Regions from separate parts of the Mus musculus genome. Here region 2 is linked to region 1. Evidence: chromatin contacts called from public HiChIP or PLAC-seq data. All regions are on one chromosome and are shown on one strand. The core of a region is the stretch at or near the end of the contact, and the rest is flanking DNA. Distances in the headings are between cores, read along the strand shown. Region 1 overlaps Camta1 (calmodulin binding transcription activator 1). Region 2 holds the start of Thap3 (THAP domain containing, apoptosis associated protein 3).

The links. HiChIP or PLAC-seq counts read pairs in DNA pulled down with a chosen protein or histone mark.
Region 2: an H3K27ac HiChIP or PLAC-seq map of cardiomyocytes shows a contact between it and region 1, with 5 times the contacts expected there. The contact joins the promoter of Thap3 here to the enhancer-like site in region 1. A contact is called at or near these places in 3 of 39 promoter capture datasets (the 3T3-L1 cell line, hippocampal neurons and pre-B cells), 7 of 115 datasets of contacts at active chromatin or transcription factors (SST interneurons, astrocytes, cardiomyocytes and 4 more) and 1 of 9 other capture datasets (embryonic stem cells).

Annotation. Positions count from the first base shown.
Region 1 is chr4:151,095,514-151,098,786 of GRCm38.p6, reverse strand. The region is part of intron 11 of Camta1 (calmodulin binding transcription activator 1); the gene reads left to right. It overlaps Gm46899 (a long non-coding RNA gene), which reads right to left. Exons shown (of 2, transcript XR_001784582.2): 1 at 1,585-3,273; 2 at 1-1,198. Among named protein-coding and RNA genes, the nearest start is that of Gm46899, 5.7 kb to the right of the region's middle. Within about 2 kb of position 1,591, at least 13 of the 459 cell types and tissues checked have an H3K27ac peak or open chromatin away from gene starts, as enhancers often do. A contact at or near this core is called in cardiomyocytes, where this site is marked.
Region 2 is chr4:151,987,534-151,990,806 of GRCm38.p6, reverse strand. Thap3 (THAP domain containing, apoptosis associated protein 3) reads left to right here and starts at 1,821. Exons shown (of 4, transcript NM_175152.4): 1 at 1,821-1,924. The coding sequence starts at 1,851. Phf13 (PHD finger protein 13) reads left to right here. Exons shown (of 4, transcript NM_172705.2): 4 at 1-1,176.

The DNA of each region.
Region 1 (3,273 bases), core at 342-2,841:
ATAACTTGGTTAGAAAAAACAAGCCACCATAGAAACGGCAGTAGCTTGTTACTGCTGTCACATCTTACCTTTCAGATGGGGGAAATCACTTATGTGCCAGATATTTCTCAGTGTGTATTTCCCTCCCTCCCTTTTTTTTTTTTTTCTTTTTTAACTCAGGGACTTTACATAGCCCTGGCACTTACTGGGTAAACCAGGCTGGCCTTAACCTCCCAGGGGTCCACCTGCTTCTGCCTCCCCAGCACTGAGACTAAAGGTGTGCACCCACCATGCCCGGCTCAGCGTGTCTCTGTATGTTGAGAAGCTGTGTTGGGCTGTGGGGGATATAACCTGGTGGCCTATGTTTTGTGCATCAGACTATATTCTCTTCAGCCAGAGGCTGAGTTCGCATGTTTTAGACCCTTTTTGGTTAACAAAGCTTGAGCTGTCTTGGTTATTACAGCTCTATAGCCCTAGTTCAGGTACAATGTGAGTCTCTTCCTGTCCCTCTTCCCCAGACTCTTCCCCAAGGATTTTAAGTGGCTTTCGCTAACACCGATAACCGTGGAACTACAACCTGTCTTCACTTGAGTACCCTGTTCATGCCTCTGACAGTCCTGCCGGCTTTGCTTCTCAGTCCTCAAGTATTAGGGGTTTTGCTCTGAATTTCCTTCGTACAAATCAGTTAGCTTTCCTCCCACCCTCATGTCTTCCTGTCTGCCCTCCAGGTCCCAGGCTAGCACTCTGGCTTTGAAAAACCTCCAGCTTTGGCATAATCCAATCCCCCTGTGTCTGTCTGATGTCTCCTTTTCTGTTTATCATATTTCTTTTATTAACATATACTCTACTCATTGTCTGAAATTATGGGCTTCATTGTGTATTGCATTTTCTCAGTGACCTGTAATCGTTGAGGCCACCCATGGATTTGACTGCCTTTTGGAAAGTTCATGTACTTAAAGGGGCACTGAATGAAGTGGGCACTGACCTTGGCCGGAGCCCTATTCTCTTTGGTTCTAATTCACTGCCTTGACTCTCAGGTGGATCCGTCCTTTATTGACAGCAAGGTCAGTTCTTGCAGTACCTTGGGGCTCTTTCCTACTTAATGCTCTGCAGGGACAGCCGAGCTCCGTGGGCACCCCATGAAACCTTGGAGGGGAGGATCCCTGGAGAATAAGCGTGCCGCTGCTCCTCTTGCGCCTCTGGCTCTCTTATTGGACGACTGCAGGTGGGAGAGAACGGGAGAGAATCATTAAGTTAGCACTGCTCCTCTTTGCTGCCACACCAGCCAGTTGGCTTTGTTCGGCAGCCTCTCGGAAGAGTCTTTGGGCATTCCTAAGACTCTCGGTCAGAGTTGTGTGGAACAAAGACACAGAGGAGAAACTGGAGCGCCAAAGCCACGCAGATGGAAGCAAGTGGGGGAGAAACCCTCACTAGGACAGGAGTTCCAGAGTTCTGGTCGGTAGAGTTGGAGGGCTTTTCAAAAGTGGAGTGTGGCAGGCTTTTTCCTAAGGCTAAATTTAGCAGTTGCTTTGGAAAATCGGAGTGGTACAGTGTGTGCCTTATCGTGGTCCGGCCTCCCCTTCCCTCCGCACTTGGACATCTTACGTGGCTTGTCAAGGAGCAGCAGCCTAATGGACTCCGGTGGCCCCGTGTATTCTGGGAAGGAATGAAGTGACTTCATGTCCCCATCTTTCCGAGCTTCCTGAAACATTTAGGAGGTTTCCTAAGCAGCAATTACAGTTCTTCACAGAAATAGTCACAGCCATACCTCCTCCTGCCTGGTCAGCCCTTGCTGCTGCTGAAGCCAAAGGCTGTAAATGGAACGAGAGACGGCTTCTCGTCCCCCGTCCAAATAGCAACAGGAGGCACATGTGCACTTGAGACACAAATAGCGTGTTTTAAAATAGCAGATGGTATTTGATGGTTGCCCCTTCATTCATTTACCTGCCAAGGCAAACTTTCTCCCACTCTGGCAACAAGACTCTAAGTGGCTCAGCGTGTATGACACGCCTTTCTGCCTGGGCCTCGCATCTGCAGCTATCCGTGCCCAAGCATGCATCTGAGGTGGTCCTAGGAAAATATTTCTTTTGTTTCACATCATGAAAAGTTCGTGTTGACACAGCAAGTTCACCTGACGGACTTGTTTAACACTTCGGTAACTTATCACAGGCTCTACCTTGGGTGCCGGTGAGCTCCGCGCTGGTCGTTTGCAGAGCCCATTTCCCAAGTGCAAAGGGGGGCACCTGACAGTTAGGGGTCAGTGATATTTTTAGTGTGCAGCACCAGTGGCTGCAGAAAAGTGACATTGCTCTGCTAGGAAATTCCAGCTTGTGTCTGTGAGGACGTCACATGGTAGGGTCTTGCTTCCAGGCCTCTGGGCCAGCACTGTGTAGTGACATCATCTCTTTACCTGAGCTGGGAAAAAAGAAAAAAAAAAAACAAAAAACAAAACAAAACGAAGGCTGGATGCCAGGAAAACACAGCGTTTTTTTTTTTTTTCATCTGCCTTCCAAGTCAGCTCCGCTGCGTTTTGACCATTTCATCCAATCCCTCTCCGCCCACTGAAGGAAGCAGTAAGAACTGCTGGTTGGTGCATAGATCCACTGTGGCAGGGAAATCTGCTGAGTCCTTGGCCCGTCGGTAAATGACCTCATCAATAACTTGGCTCCCAGGTGCTTAAATTAGAAAAGAGTACTCCTTCCACCGAGCTCTCGCTCCGCCTTTGCCAGAGTCCTGCGTCCCGAAAGCCCATAGTCTTGCCAGTAGTGGGATGGCGTATAGGAAAGTAAGTGTGTACTGTTGGCTGAGGTTTTTCTCTTAAGACAGAGGGCAAGACCGGGAAGGGCACCTGGGCTCAGTGGAAAGAACAACACTTTGGATTCTAGCCTGTGTTCTGATCTCCGTCCTGATCTTAAACAGCCTGAGCTTGGCTAAGTAAGCCATGGCTTTCTCCTCTCTAAGTGAAGAGGGGAACCCTTCAGTTGTTGGGTATATGGGACTTAGAAGGGAGGTGTCCCTGGCTTCTGGAGGTGATCCACTTAGCTCAGCCAGCCCTGTTATTGCCCCATCTTGAAAGTGCTAGCTGAGCTTACAGAGCATCAGAAGTTCACAGGTAGACTGGGAAAAGGGCGACATTAGCTAAGGCCCAGAGGCATGGAAAATTCCTATGTTTGGAGGACAGTGAATTGAGGGGGGAGGGGAGCACCAGAAAACAGAGGAGTGAGCTGGAACAGTTGTTGCAGAGTGTGCTACAGTATAGCAAAAGGTTTAATTCCACAGTACAGGTTCTGGGAG
Region 2 (3,273 bases), core at 572-3,071, 890 kb before region 1:
CCTTGGGCCCTGTGTGCTGTTCTTCAGATAATGGGTGAAAAGAATGGGCATTCTGCCTTCCATACAGGTTCCTGGGGCAAGGCAAGGTCTGAGTGCTAGAGCACCAGCTTGCAGAGTTTCAGAGGTGTGAACCAGAGCCCTGGTCTGAGTGAGGGCTGGCTCAGCTCCTGGACACTGGTGGTCCTGGGGCAGAGGGAAAGGAGGAAGAGGGCGTTGGCTCTCAAACCAGCATCTCCAGTGCTCATTCTTTCTCCGTAGTGTTTCCTACCCAGTTGTCACGCGTATTCTTTGTTAGCCTGAGACAGAGCAGAGTGGCCAGTGTGTCACCTTTCTTCCCCTTCCTGGAGTACCTTTGTAAGGTCACAGGCATTCTCCCACATTGTCTTAAGCACCAAAGGAGCTCAGAGTGTAGACTGTAACTTGGCAAATCAGAGCCTTTTTTTAAAAAAAAAAATAATAGCATCTTTCTCACTCACCCAGTTTAACTTTCTTTCTTTTTTTAAATCCTGTTGCTCATATTAAAGTAGAAGTACTGCTGAGCTCTGTAGATTGTGCAGACCTCAAGGGGAGAGCTCTTCTAAAGAGAAGCTGTGATAGAAACAGTCTTGCCCCCAGGCTATTGTGTGGCTCTGATGGGACAAATACCCAGGACAAGTTAGAGGAATTTGCCAAAGACCTGCCCCATGACAGTTGTTGTCCAGTGTCTTCACCCTGAGAATAACCAAAGTTGCAGTAGTTTTTTTTTCTTTTTAAGTGCATTTAAGAATATGTGTGGTTTTGTTGTGGAACAGTGGAGCTGGCCATTATTACATGTGCTCAGAGATCAATGCCTCTGGAATACATTTGACATCTGTTTGTGTTTGCTTGCTTTGTTTTTAAGGGGATCTTTCCCTGTGGGTGGTGTCAGAATTTGGACACCTTGGTTTGGGGGTAGGTTGAGCTGGGCAGCTGCAATCAGCTTGTTTATGCAAACTGGGCGTGAGCCTCTCTGGGCTCCTGGTTGATGGCTAATGCTGGGAGGGAAGGGTCAGCCCCAAGTAGACCCTTCCCGTGGGCTTTGGCCAGGCCAGACACAACATCGTTTACATGTTCTGTGTAATTATAAAGTTTATGTGTATAAAGCAAGCTGTTTCTGTGAAACTGTATATTTTGTAAATAAAGATATTGCTACTTTGAGGTCTGTGCCTCCTTAGGTGTCCTGTGCTGAAAAAGGCTGTGGGTCTCCCCAGTTGCTTGTCAGATGGCGGATCTGGCAGAGCTGAACTGATGATGAAAAGGGACCATGACCCCTGCTCCACTTATCCAGTTAGCTCTCAAACCCAGTGTGCACTTTTGAAAGGCTTCCCTTTCCCTCAATTCCTGTCACACTTGTCTGTTCAGGTGTGCCGGCCACCCCTACCCTCTACCCCGCACTTGTCTGAGCTTTCAAAGCCACAGCCATTAGGGCCCTTTGAAGTTCGGACTGGTGAGGTGAGTCCAGTGCTAGGCATCTTCTGTCTGTATAGTGACCAGCTGGGTACCTCCCTTGGGATCCAAACCTTGTCTGAAGCTGAGATGAATGAAGTGTGAGTTCAAGGCCAGGCAGGCTCTGTACCTGTCTGTAACGGACAAACCCAGCCCTGCAAGCCAGAAACTTAGCTGAGTTAGGAGTCGACGCTTTTTTAGTCCAGGTTTCCAAAGTTGTTTACTTGGGCACAAGTTGTAGGAGGTATTCCTCAGCTCTAACTTCTTTAGGGAGCAGAGCAAGTCCTGCTCTGGCGCCCCGAGCCTGCGGACCCCGCCCCTCAGGCTCCGCCCCCCGAGGCCGCCGAGCCGCCATCTTTTTTAGGGGCAGTGGGCCCATCTCCGAGATGCCGAAGTCTTGCGCGGCCCGGCAATGCTGCAACCGCTACAGCAGCCGCAGGAAGCAGCTCACCTTCCACCGGTGAGGGATGGGGAAGCCGGGACCCGACCCTACGGAACGCTCGCGGGTCTCGGTGCACTGGGCGGGAGCTCCGGGAGGCCCAGGCCAGGGTTTGCAGGCGAGGTGGACCGGGACTGCGTAGAGGGGCCGGGCCGGGCGCGGGCGATGCTCCTGCGCGCGGCCTCACAGCCTGACCCCGCCGCCCCCTCCTCGCCTGGAAGCAGTAGGTGCTCAGTGCAAACTAGATGGGCGTGAGTGGCACCTGGCCGTGTCCCTGCTCTGGCCCCTTGCGCCTGCGTCACCTCGCGGGAGGCCTGGAGGAATGAGTGCTCCCAGGATGGCCGGGCCTCATGGCAGGGATTTCGGCTGTGGGAAGGTGGGAGATCCCCGGTTCTGCAGCCCTGGGACCCCTTTTCCCCAGCAAGACTCGTGCTGAGCCCTTTCTAGGGAAGCACCCTTCAACTGCTCCGGCTTCGAGCGATGTCTGTGCCTTCAGGGCTCAGTTCCTGGCAGCCCGCACCCTGTACACTTTGAATGTTTCTGCTGAAGAGTAGCAACCATAGAAAAATACACACATCAGTTGGCAGCCCACAGACGTCTCCGCTGGCATCCACTTACAGTCTTTTCTCCCACCAGCCCACAGGGATAGCTTGCATGTGGGCTGCGTGGCTGTGGCGAGGTTTGAACCTTAAGAAATGGAATCTCTCTCTCTCTTCCTTCCGGGCCCTGCGAGAGTCATCCTTGCCCCACAAGCACTATTCTGCATAGTATTCCATTGACCACGAGCCAGGATGTGTGCTCTGCATGGAAGGGCCTCCGGGTGGCTGCATGGGTAGTTATCAGGTATCTGAGTTGCCAGAAACTCGGGGGAACACTCACCTCTGCCCGCTCTCATTCTTTGTTTTTAAGTTAAATTCATTTGTGTGTAGAAGAATCCTCCACCCTCTTGCCATGTCTCCCATGGGATGGATGGTCAGAGGACAGTTTCTTTCCTGTTTTGTGGGGCCACAGGGATTTTGCCAGGTGTCTTATCTATTTTAATAGCCACCTCCTCCATTGAGACCAGGCCCTTTTCTGTAGTTCTGACTGAAGTCAGTGAATAGAGCTATGTACCCAAAACTGGCTTTGAACACTCAAAAAAAAAAAAAAAAAAAAAAAACACCCCCTCCCTTAATGCATGCTGGCATCCTGTCTGGGAGACTTTTATATTTTACTTTGTGTTGGAGATGGAGCTCAGGCCTTCCAGAGTAGTGGGTAGGCAGGTGCTCTACACACCTTGACTTTTTTTTTGGTTTTGTTTTTTCGAGACAGGGTTTCTCTGTGTAGCCCTGGCTGTCCTGGAACTCACTCTGTAGACCAGGCTGGCCTCG